Regions from separate parts of the Mus musculus genome. Here region 1 is linked to region 2. A link is a contact called in public HiChIP or PLAC-seq data. All regions are on one chromosome and are shown on one strand. Each heading gives the region's core, a stretch centred on a gene start, on an enhancer-like site or on the middle of the called end of the contact. The rest is flanking DNA. Distances are from core to core; before and after follow the strand shown.

Region 1 (4,004 bases), core at 853-3,352, 310 kb after region 2:
CATGGAGATCCTGCAGCTTTGGATCTGCCAGATCCTAAAGCCTTCATGCACTCCAACAGTTCATAGATGGGTTAGATGTTGGGGTGGCCTAACTCATTGCCCTGGATCTGGGCCTGAGTGCTAGCTGAGCTGGTCAGCCTGCCAGTTCTCCTGCACCCACCACACCACCAGGGCGAACTCTCCAGCACTGCCCCAGCCAGCTTACCCAGTGATGCAGCCAGTGAGGGTCAGGGCCAGCTCTCCTGCTGTCATGCCCTTGAGGCCGGCTCTCCCACCCTCTGCACAGTAGATGATGTTTATTGCATTTTGATTATTACACACACACACACACACACACACACACTATGTATCTTTTTGGCTATCTTAAGATTGCAAAAAACATACTTAAATTGATACAGATTACTTGGACCCAAAGCTTCATCACTTAAAGCAGTCTATAAGGCCATATCCGACACCATCTTGGTTTCTTTCCACCGCACTCTGCTGCACAGATGTCTTGCATGTTGCGTACATTGAAAACCTCATCAAATGATGTGATAGTATTTGCTTTCAATCCTCAATTTTTTTTTAAATACCAATTATTCTATTTTATCTGGAACCCCTCAACCTTGTTCTCCATCAAGGTTAGACATGCCATTCCAGCCATGGCCTTCCTTCCAGCTTGGGTCTTAACCTCACAGGTCACCAAGCCTGGACTTCTCCTTGCCTCCAGGCAAGCTGCTTTCTGGAGCTTAGTGAACTCTAGGGACCTCTGTCTTGAAAAGTGTGGCTTTTCCTTGTCAATCAGCCATGAACTATCAGAGGGGATTTCTTTGACTCTTAGGGCAGCAGCGTTAGGATCTGAAATATACATGTTCACAATTGAACCTGTGGTTGCTGGCTATACTGTGCTGGTCTCGTGCCATGCATGAATTTGGCAGTCATTTAGGTCTTTGGAAAGAAGGGGAAGGAAAACCAATATTTCTTAGAATACTTCCCTCTCACACATATACATCACCATTTAACACTGCCCTGTGTGGTGCTGATAGATGACAGCCTTCATGGTCTCAAAAACCCTTACACACATTTCATGCCCGAACAATACAGAAGACACACGCGTTTCTGTGCCTTGTAACACATAGACACTAGCTAGGGTGATTTTTTTTTTTCCACACAGAACAAATATTTTTTAAATCAAAGTGAACCACTCAGTCAGTACTGCAGCTGTTGATGAACAGTGATTTGAGCCACAGCTGGGAGAAGTCACTGGCAGTGGGCTCAATCATCCCTGTGGTTGAAATAGGCGTTCAGAGCATCTCTCACAAGTCAGATGTGTTTCCATGGGTACATTCTCTTCCCGTACTCCCTGCCATCTCATTCTGCAAGTGCTGTTATCCTCCATCAAAGGCAAGGCAGCAGAGGCTCAGGGAGTGGCTGAAAATGTGTCAGACCCACCCAGCCAGTTTGGTCCGGCTGACACTGCCTCTCCACTCCTTCTTACTCTGGTCAGCAAACTGGATGTTATTTAACGTCTTGACCTAGATATGGATTTTGGGGACAAGAGTCAGGGATCAAGTCCCAGTTCTGGCCTTTTCCAGTTCTGTGACCTTAGACAGGTCAAGTCTATGCACTGTCTGCAGTTTATGCAGGTGTGTTCACAGTGCAAGCCACCCCATTTCCCAGTCTTTGTTAGAAACCACAGTTTACAAAAGAGGGCAGTAGCTTGAAAGAGACCAGAAAGGTGTAACAGCACAGGAAATGGAAAGTAACTACCAGTTTACTTTCTCTTCTAACCCAGAGCAGGTGTTTTGAGTTTTACAGTATTGTTAGGGAAGCTTTAGCAAGAGGGGAGCCCTTCTCCTAAAACAAAACAAAACAAAACAAAAAACAAAGTGCCTGCTTTTTCAGTTTCCACCAAAGACTCAAGAATTGCATTTTACATTATTGTAAAAAAAATTATAAGCCACATTACTGTTTTTGGAATAACCAAAATTCCTTCCACTTTTCTTTAAAACGTTTGTCCTATGCAGGGGTTGTGGCCATGCATGAGAAACAGCAGGTGGTGCCAGATGACAGGTGGTGTGGGAGCCGTCCCCGGTGGGAGGCGCGAGCTGGCGAGCAGGCTGGCAGCTGCCAGATCTTCTCTGCGCGCTGGCGCCTCGTTCTCAGAAGCTCCGGATCCAGGCACGCGAGGGCTGCTTTTTTCAGCACCACGCTCTGGCTGAGGAGGGAGGACTCCTGTTTGTCCTCCTCCTCTACATATTGGCTTGACTCTGCTCTGACCCCCACCAGTGCCGCACAGTAAGTAGGCATTTGTTTTTGTTGTAACCACTCCCCAGCACCCTCCCAGCCCTTACCACCCTGTCATCCCCACAACTCCGTTTGTCTAATTACGTCCCACCAGCCGGATTGACAGGAGAAATTCAGTTGTGCAGGGCTTTTGAGGGTGCGGTGAAATCAATCCTTGAGTTCAAAGGGAACTGGAGGGAAATAATGTGATTTGTTTATTTAGTTGGCAATCTTGCAATATGGGGGCTGCTAACTTTCCATGAAAAGAAAGAAAGGAAGGAAGAAAGAAAGAAAGAAAGAAAGAAAGAAAGAAAGAAAGAAGGAAGGAAGGAAGGAAGGAAGGAAGGAAGGAAGGAAGGAAGGAAGGAAGGAAGGAAGGAAAGAAAGAAGGAAAGAAAGAAAGAAAGAAAGAAAGAAAGAAAGAAAGAAAGAAAGAAAGAAAGAAAGAAAGAAAGAAAGAAAGAAAGAAAGAAAGAAAGGAAGGAAGGAAGGAAGGAAGGCCCTGGCTATTGAGGAAATGGAGCTATTTCATGGCTGAATAAGGAGATCAGGTTCAAGCCAGCCTCTTTCTGATGTAGAAACCTGGGTCTCGTGTACAATCTACATATTATGTAAAAGAGAGAGAGAGAGAGAGAGAGAGAGAGAGAGAGAGAGAGGGGGGTCTTGAGAGAGAGATTGACTGTATTTAATTGTGTTTTAGAGATTGGTGAAGAAAAGGCAAAATAGCGATGTGGGTGGTGAGATGAAATGTATCTTACTGCAGGGGGCCCAGAATAATGGAGTTTCCTTTTGTGCTAAGAACAATCTTGCCAGTGGGGCTCTAGGGATATGTTAGCCACAGTTTCTTGGTATTTTTTTTAAGCTCATTTAAAAAAAAAATGAAGGTCTGAGGTTTTGGGGGTTTTTTGGTTTGGGGGTTTGGGGGTTTGGGAGGGGCTCCCTAATTCGAGGGTTGGTGAACTCGGTGAGCAGTTAGCACATTCTGATGATTAATGAAGTTTCCCCGGACAATGGGAATCATGTCAGGAAATCTAGTGGGAGATTGATGGCTGTTGCCAGGTTGAATGCTGCTGCAGTTGAGCTGTCTCAGACCGTCCTCAGCCCCTCACATTCCCACTGTAACCAGAATCCTGCTGCTTGCCTTAGGTCTGGAATAAAAGCAGAAGCATGGTGAAGCTGAACAGCAACCCTGGAGAGAAGGGGGCCAAGCCGCCTTCCGTGGAGGATGGTTTCCAGACCGTCCCTCTCATCACGCCCTTGGAGGTTAATCATTTGCAGCTGGCTGCTCCCGAGAAGGTAACCGGGTGATCTTCCTTTCCTTGTCCCCCAGGCTACCCTAACCCAGGAACCCAAGCAGCAAAAGATTTTTTTTTTTTTACCCCTTCAAATCCTTTCATTCTTCCAGCCACCAAACAGGCTCCCTTCCTTGGAAAATATTGTGTCCAGAGATGAGACATTTCTTGTGTTATTGCAGATTTATGGTGTTTGCTCATAATCTACACATACAGGCAAACAAATTAATGTTCTCTTGTTAAGATTTTAGCATGGTAGATGAATACACATAAGCTTCTATGCAGTGATGAAGGGGGAAAGGCTTGTCTTCATTTTCTTGAGGTGTTTTGAAAATGGATTGGTATAGCTAGGAAGGCAGAGACTTGGACTCGCTCAATCCAGCAACTCAGTTTGCCTCTGCCGAGCTCTTGCCCCTTTGCAAGGAGTTGGTTATAAAAAGATAA
Region 2 (3,712 bases), core at 58-2,557:
ATATAATAATAGGGGCATACCTAGAATAATAATTTCTAAAAAGCCTTAATTTGAAGTTCAAATTTCCTTGACATCTTATATTTTTATTTGCTAAATCTGGCACTTTTTGCCACACCATCACTAGGATTACTGGGGTCATGTCACCCCAGCCTGGTGGTGTTTAAGTCTTGTAACCAAGGGAATCACTAAAGACTTGTGATTAGGTAACTGGGGAATCAGAGAGAACTCATCAGGCCCAGGGTTAGAAAGCCAGCAAATCACAGCAGTTGGAGAGAAAGTCAAGTTCATGATTCAGGAAGCCATGTTCTGTCTCCTAGGCTCCCAGAAATGCTAGACCAGGATAGGAGGGGAACAGCAAGTGGAAGACAGATGGGATCAGGGCATACAGCTGAGGTCACAGAGGCAACATCATCTGGAGGCTGAAAGGTAGCTCATGGTTAAGAGCATTGGTTGCTCTTGCAGAGGACTTGGCTTTGGTTCCCAGCTCCCTGGTGGTAGTTCAGTTCAATGTGTAACTCAGGTTCCAGGGGATCTGATGCCCTCTTCTGGCTTCTATGGGTACTGCGTGTATGGAAGGAAGGGAGTAAATGACAGCAACTTGGTCCATACATGTACTCAGGCACACACACAGACACTTAAAGCATTACCTATTAACACATTATCTAAGTTTAATGTTTTCAGTGCTGGTGACTTGTGCATGCCTGGCATCTCTCTACTACCAAGAACCAAGCACCCACTAATACAAGGCACAGGACTTATTTGGCAACAGAAGTAGATAGTAGTAACATTATGCACTCTTCCCATTTTACAGAATGAGAAAGTGAGGCCCAGAGAGGCCACAGATTTGGGAGTCACAGGACCTCAGTACACACACACACACACACACACACACACACACACACACACACAAACACCCCGTTTTGTTTATTTATTTATTTATTTTAGGGTTTTTTTTTCTCTTTCTGCCAGGCCCCACGGCAGCCTTTCTGCCCCACATTTGCTGCATATTCAGATCTGATGCTCCTCCCCGTCTGAGCAAAACAACACAAATTGAGATCCTCAGAAGCGGTCAGCTTTGGGCAATTCTGTTGTTGCAGATGCCATGCTTAACACTGCCCCCTTGAGCCACGCATCCCTGTGCCAACCCTCTTGGCAGGCCCTAGCCATACCCCTGTGTGTAGATCCCCAGCCTGGGTCTTCTTTCTATCTTGTGGAATGGAGGATGCTAGGAATGGAGCAGCTGACAGCAGCTCAGGGTCTCAGCAGAGCTGGAATTTGGAGCCAGGCCTCTGGTGCTATGGTGACAGTTACTATAGAAACTCGCAAGCTGCACTCAGCCAACCTACAGGGAATTATGAGGTTTGTCATAAGCGAGAGCCAACAAAGAAGGAGGAACCCTGGAGTTAGAGTTTGAAGCAAGGGCCAAGTCTCATTTTGGAGCTACGTTCACGTGTTACTTCATCTTCCTTGCCTACCACTTCTTCACCCCACCCTCCTTTTAAGTACCACACAGTCCCGAGTGTCAAGTAGCTAGCTGGATGCCCTGGTGCCTTCTTTACTCAACTGCTGCTACTTTCTGGATTTACCTTTTTATCCCAACATATCTTTCTTTCAAGTACTGGACACTTGTCACCAGGAACAGGGACAACCCAGGGTGCATAGACCTCTCAGCTAGGCTGAAAGGACACCAGTGTCACAGAGGTGCTCGAGTAGATGCATGAGAACATCTCCAGCCAAGGAAAGACAGAAGAGGCTACAGAGCAGGCATAGCCATGGGCTTTGGGCACTGCATGGTCAGGAGAGCTGTGTCCAAAGAGTGGTGCCTATGCCTATTTCTCTGTGTCCACTGCCCTGAGGAAGGCATGTATTTGCGTGCTTCGTCCCCAGCTGATATACTGTTTGGAGTGGTTAGGCGGTGTGTCCCTGTTGGAATAGAGTGTGGCCTTAATGGAAGACATTTGTCACTGGGGTTGGCTGTGAGGTTTCAAAAACTCTCACTTTTCCACTGGGAGCTCTCTCTCCTCTCTTCTCTCTCTCTCTCTCTCTCTCTCTCTCTCTCTCTCTCTCTCTCTCTCTCGCTCTCTCTCTCTCTCTCTCTCTCTCTCTCTCTCTCTCTCTCTCTCTTTCTCTGCTGCTTACAGAGCAAGACGTAAAGCTCTCAGCTCCTTCTCCAGCACCATGTCTGCCTGCACACTGTTATGCTCCCAGTCATCATAATAATGGGCTTACCTCTGAAACTGGAACCCAGCCCCAATGAAACGCTTTCCTTTATAAGAATTGCCTTGGTCTTGGTGTCTCTTCATAGCATTAGAACATGACTAAGGCAAGTAGTATAATGTTAGAGACTATCACTTACCCCAATTTGCTTTCTCCACACAGACAGGAATGAAGTTTGATGCATTGCTGCATCCCAGGTGTCTAGGGGCCACAGGGACTTCATGCAGCACATGCATGCATGCGTGTAGCACATGAACTTTGTAATTGTATCTCACAGGCCAGTAACCTCCACACGTCTGTTCTCACTTTCCCTGCACATGGGTTCCATGATGTGACCATCATCTGATCACACTGAGGAGCTGAGGCTCAACCCGGGTTCTTCCAAGTTCCACATTTGGCTCATGGAAGGCTCAAATTCAAAGTCCAATTCCAACGTTTGGGGTACTTTGCAGATGACAGGGTCACAGCTTGACTGAAATATCATTCATGTACCACCCAGTCCCCTTTAAATGTGTTCCTGCAAATAGCTTCGACTCTATTCACCAAATTGTGTAAACAGCAGAACAATCCATTCGTTGCCAAATACGTCCACCATGAAACAAGAAAACAATGTCATTCCCCTAGCTGCGCTCCAACTTGGCCTTGTGAGAGAGATGTAAAATCCTTGGGCTGGGTGGCTGTAAATATAGAGTTGAAGGCGTGTACACTGTGGTCTGGCCTTTCGACAATGCACTTTGTGCTTCTTGGAGAGTGTGATGTGCACTTGTGACTTCTTTCAGTCAGGACTCTACTTCTTCATGAAAGATCTCAAAACAACCCACAGACAACTAACTGAAATTCCAGGAGAGCCATGGGGGCTTTCTAGAGTGAGTGTGGGTGGGGTGGGGGGTACGTGGGGGTGTGTACAGACCATGTAGCCACTCAAATTGTCTAGAATTCACCAGCACCAATGGCACCAAGAGCCCCCACACACTACAGCCACTCTGCCCTCCTCCAGAAAGAGCCTTTGTCCCATCAGTCTAACGCCAGTCCATAGTTGAGACAGACCCCTGGGCCTGTAGTGGTAGAAAAGAGAATCGTCTTCCTTCCTAGTGTCATGGGCTCCACTGCTCCAAGTCCTCACATGTCCCTCCCATGGCTCCACTGAAGATCTGTCAGAACTGTCCTCCTAGCTTCTAATCCAGCACAGTTTGAGAATGTCTTCCTGGACAGAGTCTCGTGCCCCACAGGCGGTCAGCCCAGGACCCCCATTCTGATACCAGTGACAACCTCCAGGCTATCTTACCTGTTCTTCCACTGGGCTGGCTATAGGTGTGACAAGTTACTGTTTTCTCCCCAAGGTGGATTTATTTCTGCAGTGGCTGATAGAGCAGGAGGGAAATGCCCACCTATGTTTCCTGTCTTATTTTAAAAGGATACAACAAACAGACAACTTGCTGAAAAATGGCTGGAAAGATACCTAGGTTAGTAAGTACAGATGAGTGGGAAGTTCCCG

The links. HiChIP or PLAC-seq counts read pairs in DNA pulled down with a chosen protein or histone mark.
Region 1: a contact with region 2 is called in an H3K4me3 HiChIP or PLAC-seq map of forebrain, with 4 times the contacts expected there. The contact joins the promoter of Nsg2 here to the enhancer-like site in region 2. A contact is called at or near these places in 1 of 39 promoter capture datasets (hematopoietic stem and progenitor cells), 6 of 115 datasets of contacts at active chromatin or transcription factors (VIP interneurons, embryonic basal ganglia, embryonic forebrain and 3 more) and 2 of 9 other capture datasets (adipose tissue and pancreatic islet).

The regions. Positions count from the first base shown.
Region 1 is chr11:31,998,317-32,002,320 of GRCm38.p6, forward strand. Nsg2 (neuron specific gene family member 2) reads left to right here and starts at 2,103. Exons shown (of 5, transcript NM_008741.4): 1 at 2,103-2,280; 2 at 3,415-3,564. The coding sequence starts at 3,436.
Region 2 is chr11:31,693,769-31,697,480 of GRCm38.p6, forward strand. No RefSeq gene overlaps it. Among named protein-coding and RNA genes, the nearest start is that of Gm39673, 20 kb to the right of the region's middle. Within about 2 kb of position 1,308, at least 55 of the 459 cell types and tissues checked have an H3K27ac peak or open chromatin away from gene starts, as enhancers often do. A contact at or near this core is called in VIP interneurons, embryonic basal ganglia and forebrain, where this site is marked.